Linked DNA regions of Mus musculus: region 1 is linked to region 2. A link is a contact called in public HiChIP or PLAC-seq data. All regions are on one chromosome and are shown on one strand. Each heading gives the region's core, a stretch centred on a gene start, on an enhancer-like site or on the middle of the called end of the contact. The rest is flanking DNA. Distances are from core to core; before and after follow the strand shown. Region 1 has its middle 10 kb from the start of Gm30950. Region 2 overlaps Ptch1 (patched 1).

Region 1 (5,430 bases), core at 1,470-3,969, 370 kb before region 2:
CTCAACTGCCTGTGGATGGAAAATGAGGAAAAATCACATCTGTGTACTGAATTTGGCCTGACACATTTTCTGCCTATTCATTGAATTATTCAGTACACAGCATATAATCCATTTGGATAACAGTTAGTCTAGAGATGATAAGCAAATAGGAGGTGGCTACATGTGAACACCACACTATTTTACCCGAGGAGTTTGAACACCCCCTCACTAATTTTTGGTCTCCTGGAAGGGGGGAGGTGTGCCATAGAGAACATCTTTCATGGGTGTCGGGAAACGATTTCACGTCCCGGGCAAGCTGGGGAGACTGAAAGATAGGAAATAGTCATACCTTCCTCTGCCCCTTCCCACACACACCAGCATCCTGCCAGTGGGAGCTCCCCCTACCTCCTATTTCTAGCCAGCCCTAGGGCTGTCAGCAAATCTAGAGACCCTGCAAAACCATTCCAAAGTTTACGTCAGAACAATCACAGCCATACGCAGGCAGTCTCTAGACCAGGAACTACTTTGGTCCATCACAAATCCCCACAGCAGCAGCCCTTCAGGTCAGATCCACACTTATATTGTATAAATAGGAAACCGGAATTTTGTGCCAGGAAATGTATCTCAGAGCCCAGAGCAGCTGGGTGAGCTTGAACCAGAGCAGGAACCTTGGGTGGCAGCCTATGGTTGGCAAGAGGTAGCTCTGGCTGGGGAATGGGCAGGCATTGCACTAGAAAGGCCCTTTGGGCCTTGTCCTCTGTGAATGGAGCCATTTACTGGTGTATCCGTAATGGTGGGGCCGACTGAGTTCCTTGGCAAAGCCCTTGGCAGGCCTTCCCCAGTGGAATGTCCAGAGAGAAAACGTCCCCTGTCCTCCCCTGTGGCCTGTGTAACCTCCGGCCTGGTCTGCGCCAGGCTGTGCCCCAGCGCCCCACCCAGGGGTCTTGTTTGCTCTGGCAGACAGGGAGTCCATTCAGCCCCTCGGGTGGCACCGGGGGTGTCTGGCCTGGGAGGCCCTGGCTGAGCTCCGGCAGGCTCAGTGGCCTGCGGGGTTCCAGAAGCTTCCCCAGGCTCCAGTGGGGGCGGGGAGCTGACTTTCTTCTGGCCGCCGAGAATTACTGACTTTACAGGTCCGTCTTGCTCCATAAACCAGAAAGCCACTTCCAGCTGGTGGGATGGAGTCTGGTGGGCGGGTGTCTGGTGCCATCCTGTCCCGGCTGGGAGGGGTCCCCAGCGCCGTGGAGGAGCTGTGGTCTGTCACAGCCCCTGGCCAGGCAGGTTTTTATGGCCTCAGTTCTGGAGTGGGGAGCACAGGCCACATCCACAGGGATAATATTTGCTGTACCTGGTCCTGATGCTGAGGCCACAGCTTCCCTGTTCACGTTCCTGCCTCGCTATCCCAGTTTCCTTTTCTCCTGGAGGTCTGCTGAGACTTGCTTTTTGAATAGGGAAGCAATGAGTTAGGATCAAACCACAAAGCTCATGAAAAGACTGGATGACTCCCCTTGCAAGCTGCCACTATGAGGCACACAGGTCTGGAGCCAGTGGGAAGCCTGGAGGCCCTGTTGGCCCCTCGAAGGGACAGCAGACCCACCTGAAGGAACACTTGCAGCTCCAGTTCCCTCGGCCAGCTTTCCTGGCTGCCAGCCACTGCTCCTGCATAGCTGAAGGTTATGATGTTTAAATATTAAAAATGCTTAGCTAAATACGCTGGCTTGTTTTCTTTTGCCGATAGTAACAGTCTGCCCACAGAGCCCTTTCAAACCTCTTCAGTGTTTAGAAAACGGATAAGGTACTCATTCACTGACGCTCAAGTTTGCCAGAGCCAGGAATGAAGCCCGGGATTTCGTGAAGGGAGAACCAGCCTGGACCACACACATAGGCTGTTCTGCTTCCTCCTCCCTGCCCAAGCTGGCTCTCCCCTGCGCGCTCTCTCTCTCTCTCTCTCTCTCTCTCTCTCTCTCTCTCTCTCTCTCTCTCTCTCTCTCTCTCTCTCTCTCTCTCTCTCTCTCTCTTCTCCCTTCCCCCTCCCTCTCTGCCCTCATTCTAACAAACTGGCCATGACTGGCAACCAGAAAAATCCATAATAGAAGTCAGAGGGGGGCTTCCAGGGCTTAGAGGGCCCTTTGGTATCCAGGAGATGAATAAAAAAAAAAAATGGATTACCAAAGTGTGTGTTCCTATAACTAAAGAGAGCACACACACACACACACACAAAGCTGGGGCCACCCCCAAAACATCTTTTATGAGACACGGGAGCCAAACAGAATTATTAAAATCACTTTTTTTTTTTGGTGGGGTTACAGAAAGAAATACACTCTCTTCAAGAATAGGGCTGGTTTGGGCCCCACCCACTAGCTGCCCCCCCCCCCCCCACACTGCCCTGAGACATTAATTATCTCCCCAGCACGGTTGGAGGAGTCCTTTGACTTGGCTGGATATAGTATTTGCATTTATCAAATAAGGACCTGTTGGGCACAGGAGACCAGGGCTGGAGGAGGAGGTGATTAGGTGCGAACTTCTTTTAGGAAACACGAGCAAGACTCTGTACTTTCTCCTCACGAGTACCCATCCTTGACTGCAGACTTCAAACAGGAGTAAGCTGGATCCAACTGGAGCCCTGTGGGAACTTGGAAAGACGTTGAGCTTCTTTTATTTCAGTGTGAGCTCCAGTGTGTGCAGAAAGAATGAAGCAGTTAAATTCAAGAAGTATTTATGGCGCTGCTGAGACGAAATGAGGCAGGACTTGGCACGAGAGGCCAGCTCTGGGCAGCAGAGCCTGGAGCACAGCCACCTCAGAGCAGCCCTGGCCCGTTGAGCTGTGGCAGGGCAGCTTCTGATTAAAGAAGTCGGCTCGCACATTTTTGTTGTGTGAATCAGCTTTTTGCCACTGTAGCAAACACTCAGGATGATCAACTTATAAAAGACAAAGGTTTCTCTTGACTTACAGCTTTAAGGCTCTGGACAACGATGAACTTAGCCCAGTTCTTTGGGCCTGTGGGAAGGAAGGTATCATGGTGGCAATGTTTGACAGAGTCCAATCATGTCGAAGCCACAGCCCAGCTGGTAAAAGAGAGGAAGAGGAGGAGACAGGATTTCCTATCATTGCCCCCAGAAGGCATTTCCCTAGGAACCTAAAAATCTGCCACCTTGAGGTCCTGGCCGGGGGTGGGGGGTGGGGTGGGGGGTGGGGTGGGGGAGATATTCAGCTTAGGGAATCCAGTGCAAGGGGGTTCTTTGTCTGCAGTGTAGTCTGCTTGAGCATAGCTGTCCTACCAGTTGATGTTGGATATTGAACATCTGTCAGTATACATTGTACTAAGCAAGATAGAGCCATGGAAAAAGTGTGTCAGACAGTATACTCCTCAGCTGACATATGCGCTAACTCTAGACACGTGCCACACAATCCACACAATCATGTCTTCTCGGGGGCAGACAACCTATATACCAATGGTTCCCCAAGGTTCCTGTCACCTAGGAACATTGTAGAGTGTGTGTGTGTGTGTGTGTGTGTGTGTGTGTGTGCGCGCGCGTGCTCAGGAAAGCCATGGATCAGTGTCAGGTGTCTTTCTTCATCGATTTCCACCTTATCTTTTGAGATAGGGTCTCACTGGACCTGGAACTTTCTCACTTTCTTCATGGAATTCTCAGGCACCGCTTCCTACCTCAGGCATTGCACCTCCTACCAACATCATCTTGATGGTATTCCACTACAAGTAGCTTGTTTCGCTCTTTTAAAATGAGGAGTTAAAGGGTGCACCTGTAATCCTGGCACTGGGGAGGGATACACTCTTGGCTACATAGAGTCTGGATGCCTGCCTGGGCTATGTGAGACCCATGGAAAGCTCCAAAATCAAGCAAATAAAAAGGACACTTGTGTCTAGCACCGTGTACTAGAAGCCTGGACTGTTAGCAGCACATTTACTACCACAGAAGACATTTTAAGCCAGGCAAGGTGGTGAAATCCCATCACCCAGGAGACAAAGACAGGCTTTCAAAGCCAGTCTGGTTACCTGGCCACATGTTGTCACAAAACAACATTCCAGTAGGCTACTCTAGTAGTAGAGTGTGACTTTTACACTCAGCCTAGCTAGTTCTTATTTTCCTTGCAAGGAAGATAGGCCAGGAAGGAAAGAAGAAAGGCTTTGTCTTCATTCTTTCACAGAAATCGGTTATCACTCTATGAAGAGCAGTTAGTGTCTTGTGGCTTCTCTGTTGTTGAAAAGATACCCAGACCTCTGCAAATTTTCAGTTATTCTCCAACTGGAATGTAAATCAGTATACTGATCCTTTCCAAAGAGCTGAGTCATGGCCTCATTAATAATATAACCTTGGAGCCCACTTGTACCCATAAGCCTGGCCCTGGGAGGCATTCATAGCTTAAGTTTAAGACTTGATTCCTGACTAATAACTGCCCCCCCCCAACAATCCATACCCCCATTTTACCCTGCACAAAAAGAGGTCATGATATTTAAGTGGAATTTTAAAATGCCAAAACCACACAAAAGAATGCAGGCCTGGGTGTAGCACCCATATGCTAAGGAGGAGATCTCCACCCCATCCCCCCCCCCCCCAGAGCTAGTTCTGTATGAGCAAGGTCAGCAGGAAAGGCAACACTACCTTAGCCAGAGAAAGGCCGATGGCGCCATTAACAGCTTTTGCCAGTGGTTACCTCAGACAATGTAAATACAAAACTGGTGCTTGTGTTTATTTAAAGTTATTGGCATCAGGCTCTTTCCTGGTAGACAAAGATTATCTTGTTTACAGCAGTATCCAGATGATGGACAAGACTCTGTTTAATATAAATCTAACTATGCAGAGGGGGGACCCGTTAGCATAAACAACTTCCCTCAAGCAAAACAAATCCTGCCAAGACTCAAGCTGGAATTCATTTATTATCCAGCTTCAAGTTGACTTGTCTCAACATTAAACAACGGAGGGGCAGAGGGCTGAAGCTGAGGTCCGAGGGCACGACAGACCGGGTTTGGAGGGTCTCAAGCTTTGCAAAGGTGTTTGTGCCTCTTGGTATGCACGCACGCAGGCACACACACACACACACACACACACACTCTCTCTCTCTCTCTCCCTCTCTCTCTCTCTCTCTCTCTCTCTCTCTCTCTCTCTCTCTCGCACGCATGGCTTGGGGCGCGGGACCACTGCTCAGGACCTTCCTGACACTCAAGTTGTTTCCTTTCTGAGTGGTAACAGGCCTTCCCCCAGGAATGTTTCAGTTCCAGGTACAGGTAACTGGTACACACCAAAGAGGTAACTGGACGTTTTAGGACAAAATACTCAACTAAACTGGTCACTTGCTGTGACTCTGTAACCAGCACCTGGTTCATTAATCTCTTACCACTGCCAGGAGTCTTCATTTTAACCAGCCTTCCACTTTAGCCTTCACACAAGCCACTTGAACTCTGCTGTGACCTCCTTGGCCTTCTTTCCTTCTTT
Region 2 (5,325 bases), core at 2,450-4,949:
TCAGAGACTGGTAAGCACGCAGTAAGGAAAACAGGATGTATCTGGCTGGGCCGTTTAGGAAGTCTGGAAAACACTGTAGTTTGGTTTGGGTGAGAACGCATGTTGGGTGTCCATGAAGAAGGGGCCACCAACAGCCGTAGGACTGCTGTGGGCCACAGGCCTGGTGGCAGAGTGCTGGTGGCAGAGCACTGGGCTGACCTGATTGCATCCGACAGGGCCAGTGGGTTGGTCTCAAGGAGAGCCATTCAGAGGAAGCAGCCCTGGTGAGGCTGGTAACAGATGGCACTGCAAGCTGCCGGTTTGTGGTGTGGGGGCGGGGCAGGGCATGGATGCCTGCCCAGTGCTCTGGTGGGTGCCTGCACATTCACGACCTGCCTTCAGCTCTCCAAACTGTGGGTGAGTGAGTGAGTGGATATCTTTTGCTTCCAGTGTGGTTTTGTGTGGTCATCCTTTGGGGGGGGGGGGGGCAGTATACTTTCATCTGTCTGATTCTAGCATTTTTCATAAGCTCAAGATGAGAAGGAAATAAAGGGTTCCAGCCTTTTAGGTGGCATCACCTCCCCCATAAGAGAGTGGATGGAGCGAGTGACTAGACCTCACCCAGACTTTTCAGCCGGTTTACTACCGAAGTTACTACTGATTCTTTTGTTTTCTTCTCCCAATTTAGGCATGAATCGGTGCCAAAAGCTCTGTGCAGCTCTTCATTTTAGCAGTATGCATCTTTTGGCCCTCTCGGTAACTAGTCACATCACTGAAAGAAGGACCTGAAGCAACTAAAGAGGGGAAGGAAAAAAAAATCTCTGTTTGAGACTGCTAGATAATTCACAGGATTAATCGAATGTGAATGTGCCCTCGTGTGCACAGACCCCCTCTTTCCTAATTGGACTCTGAGTGGGTACTTTCAGGCTGAAAGGGTCATTTGTTTTGACTGACTGACTTTTTGGGGCTTTGTGGGGAATTAATATCTTGTACAGATGACTGCCTGTTCCCAGGGCTCTGTACTGAGGCTGTTCATTCATTGATTTGTGCAACAGCACTCTTGAGTGTGTGCCATGCTCCTGGTTTGCCTCTGTCATTTAGTCATGAAGATAAGTGGATAGGAGATGGGTCTCCCTTAAAGACGTGGAATTCATGAGGAAAACACACCACCTTGTTTTAGACCCTCAGACCATCTTTCCGTAGCTCACAGGAAGCTTTCGGTGAAAGCTTTCATTGTGACATCTTTTTCTTAGGCTGTGTGAGAGGCAGTGGCTGTCCAGCAGGGGACGTCAAGGGGAGGCATCTCATGTCCAGAGTAGACTGGAAGAGCACCCCTCCAGAGGGTATGGCTTGATCGAATGCTTCACCCCATGCGTCCCTTTGGAAAACCATGGTGGCTGGTTTGAGGAGACAAGGGTAGACGAGCCTGACTGAGAAATTCATTGCAGAAGCAATGCTTGTACTCTTTCAAAGCACTGGTGTCAGCTTTACATTTGTGGGGAATGAGATGGAGAATTTAAAAGAAAGAAAACTTAGGACCCTCTGGGGGACCAGAAGGAAAATAGAGCCATGGTCCCATGGGGCTCCATTAAAGGGTGCAGCTTCTTTCCTGACAATAAAACACTGAAGGTAACATTACTGCCTTTTAAGTGAGATGGAAGCTATTTATCTACATTCCCAAAGCTTAAACCATGGGTTTAGTACACTCTGGAATATGGAATTTGATACTTCCTGCCACGTCTGAGGTATACACACTCCCTGTGTGAGAAGGCTGGCAGGGTAGTTGGATCAGACCAGTACTGCCTCTTATATCCCCATTACGACCTTCCCAAATCTCCCTCCTCCGAGGGCAGTGCTGGAAATAGGTCTGCTGCTTCGATGCTTAGTGCCTGTGTGATACATCTGCTTCATAACTGACGGAGGAACAACCACAATCAGAGTCTCCCTGATTTCACTCAGTTTGACTGAGCTCTGCAAGTTGCTGCCTCCTGCATCAGAACAACGGCCCCAGCTCTACAAAGTCACTAAATACCAATTTTTCTTTGCCCTTCACCACCTTACGTTCCCTCAGGACACTTGGTTTTCTTATCATTGCCTGTTCATGTCACTGTCCCTATAGCCCTCTTACAGTGGAACAGTAGAAAGGGAAGAATGCCTAGTCCTGTCCACCAGTGATTTCTGCTCATAACACTCACCACATGCCATACACCATATGGACCCAGAGATAGATGCTGCCTTGATGACTTGAGTTGTTTAAACAACTGTGGTTAACATGAAATGAACAGCAGCTAACTGTTCTGAAGTTAGCCAGTCATTTTGGCAACAAACAAACAAACAACAACAAACTGCTCAATTAATACAAAGTGAAACGTTAGAAGTATCATCAAGGACCCCAGGTCGAGCTCAGCATACATTCTTGCAAGAGTTGTTCCACTTTATCAGTAGTGGTTGTGGTCTTGCATGGCTCGTACTGATTGTCACATCAATAAAATTTGTAACTGAGAGAGGGCCCATCAGTTAAAAGAGCAGAGTAAACCCAGTGCCCGGCACTCACATAGGCTAGCTCACAACCACCTGTAACTCCAGCTCCAGGGCAGTCCTCTCTGAGTGCCCATACTCATATATATGCATAGCCCACAGGCACACCAATACACCCGTGACTGGGAATAATAAATCTTTCAAAGGGAGACTCACAAATATTTGCTACTAGAGCAAAGAGAACAAAAACATGAACCCTTCAAGAAAACATGGATGTCAAGTTGCTTTTAAAATGCATTGGTTTTAACATACACCATAGGGTGGTAATAGAGCCCAAGAGTTACATGTTCCCTACTTTGAGAATCCTTTCTGAATCCCCTTTCACGGGAATTTAGTTGGAGAGAGTACACTGATGACCTCAGCAGTGTGACGTATGCCATGTTCTGGGTTTCTTTGTTTTTCTGAGCATTCATATTGGGTGCTGTAGATAGTGATAGACTTCTGCTCTAGTCTCTGGGGTCAGGGGTAGAACTTGGTCAAACTGTCATGATTTGCATGGATAGATCCTTGCTGTAAATGCAGTTGTGTGTTAGGGAAGGAGGGACTCCATTGCTTGATTTTTATTTTAAATTGTTGTTGTTGTTATTGTTTTATGCCCCATGGTTTGAGGTCACCCAGGTTTTAATTTTAAAAGCAAACATGCACAGTGTGCTGAACAGGATCTAGTCACAGAAAGCAAGGGACTGGAGGGGCTTGAGGTGTAGTAACATCACCAGGAAAAATGAGAAGTTGAGCAGATGTGGGGTGGTGGTCCCTCCTGTGTGGCCTTGTACTTCTTCAGCAGTGACCTGAACTAGACATTGACTGCTTAGCTTCCGGGTGCCTCTACACCCACAGATGTCAAGTTCAGTTGGCTAGTTGGCTGGAAGTCTGTATTCTGACTCTGGCTGTCTGGGTAGTAGAGAGGGGTGCACCCTCTGTTCCAGATTGTTTCCCAGAGTTTCCCTGGTGCCGAGGCTGGAACTTGGGACTTGGTGATTGCCAGGCTGGTACTGAGCCACACCCCCAGTTCTCCTTTTCCATAACTTGACATTGGTGAAGCCCTCAGCCATTCCCCTTAGCATTCGTCAAGCTGTCTGCACACTTGGAATACTTTTCATGAACCCTTTGCTGCCCCCCTCCCACAGCCTCACCTCAGAGCTCCGTGGTGGCCTTGGCGGCTCTGTGAGATCTACACATAGGGTCCTGCCAGCTCGAGATTCTGCACTAGTTTTCCTAATGAGGGCATTGTTTGCTTTTTAGCCTGCCCCCTTGTTTATAAAATATGCCAAGAGAACCAAACACCCCACTGTTCTCAGTACTTACTTACTTTCCCAAACCAAATGTTTATGTCCTTGAATACTAAACTTGAAGAAAAAGGATTCCTCCTCGTGGGAAAGTGACAATCACTGAGTTCTTTCCCAGCTGCAGCCTCAGGCCTGCTTCTCAGAAACTCTGAGCTTATCAGTGACTTTGGGAACTAGTCAGACCGTGGAAGGCAGATCCTCTGTCCCCCGTCTTCCCAGGAAGTCTCTCAGAACAGGCAGGGCTGGCATTCTGAGCATGGTTTGCTCCCAAAATTCAGTGTACATAAGTACGCAGAAAGGAGAGCCAGAGTAAAAATAGTTTTAAAACACGGTCAACTGGACCTGGATACCAGCATGCCTAGCTTTAGCCAACTTGTAGTAGATCCAGGTTGGAGTCAGTAGATAGCACACCTCCTTGGCCTCAGTAGCAGGTCCAACGTCACCTAGGAGCTTGCAGACACAGGCTGCATTCCAAGTGACTCAGAGCCTGACACCTGTGCATTCTGGATGCTGACCAGGTGGTTCTGATGGAACCAGGTTCCAGGGGCTGACTGCAATAGCCTTGGAGTTCCCCTGGCCCTTCTGACTTGAATCACAGTTTTTATCTGCCCACGGGTTGTGTTCTGAACACAATGACCATCTTCCTGTGGTTTTTTTTCACAGAGGAGTAACTTTTCTGTGTTACCTTTGCTAGACTACTTAAGACTGTAAGTTGAAGCCATCATGAAAGGTGCTGCAGCCCACATTGTTTATGCAAGGAAGAGACTAACATGGTATTTTGGTCTGGTCTGCAGGGAAAAGGTGTATGTATGGAGTTTCCACACTCCCTTCCCCCTTAGACACAATCTGTCAGTCAGACTGTATCTAGTAGATTTGGGTGTGTGGCAGTTTACACTTAACCATTTGCAAAGCCATCGTTGCTGCTAACTCAAGTTTCGTTGCTAGTTTGTCCCAAGTGAGACAACACGAGTTTGAGGTGAGTTCTGTTCTGATCGATACCTATCTGTGTTTGTCAGTTGGTGGACGAGTGAGTCGAGAATTAAATTATACCCGTCAGAAGATAGGAGAAGAGGCTATGTTTAATCCTCAACTCATGATACAGACTCCAAAAGAAGAAGGCGCTAATGTTCTGACCACAGAGGCTCTCCTGCAACACCTGGACTCAGCACTCCAGGCCAGTCGTGTGCACGTCTACATGTATAACAGGTAAGGCCCTGTGTCACCTGCACAGGTACAGCAGGTAGGTCCCTTGTACTGGATTAGTTCCAGCAGTTTTTTGTTAACCTTTTAGAACCCAAGGTTTTACAGGTGATAATTCTCAGCGCTGCCACTGAACACGTCTCCATCTTGATTTGTTTTATAGAGTTCAACAGTGAGATAGTACACACTGAATATTCCTTATCCAAGGCTCTTGGGACCCAGAAGTGTCTCAAACATTTAAAAGTTTATTTTAGAGTATTTCCATGTAGGTAATAATATATTGGGGGCAGGATTAAAGACTGAAGACAGGATTGACATATGT

What was found. HiChIP or PLAC-seq counts read pairs in DNA pulled down with a chosen protein or histone mark.
Region 1: a contact with region 2 is called in an H3K27ac HiChIP or PLAC-seq map of neural progenitor cells, with 4 times the contacts expected there. The contact joins two enhancer-like sites. A contact is called at or near these places in 7 of 484 Hi-C or Micro-C datasets (the BV-2 cell line, Sertoli cells, cardiomyocytes and 4 more) and 8 of 115 datasets of contacts at active chromatin or transcription factors (astrocytes, craniofacial prominence, embryonic hindbrain and 3 more).

Annotation. Positions count from the first base shown.
Region 1 is chr13:63,914,655-63,920,084 of GRCm38.p6, reverse strand. No RefSeq gene overlaps it. Among named protein-coding and RNA genes, the nearest start is that of Gm30950, 10 kb to the left of the region's middle. Within about 2 kb of position 2,719, at least 151 of the 459 cell types and tissues checked have an H3K27ac peak or open chromatin away from gene starts, as enhancers often do. A contact at or near this core is called in neural progenitor cells, where this site is marked.
Region 2 is chr13:63,547,680-63,553,004 of GRCm38.p6, reverse strand. Ptch1 (patched 1) reads left to right here. Exons shown (of 24, transcript NM_008957.3): 3 at 4,820-5,009. Among named protein-coding and RNA genes, the nearest start is that of Ptch1, 15 kb to the left of the region's middle. Within about 2 kb of position 3,699, at least 44 of the 459 cell types and tissues checked have an H3K27ac peak or open chromatin away from gene starts, as enhancers often do. A contact at or near this core is called in neural progenitor cells, where this site is marked.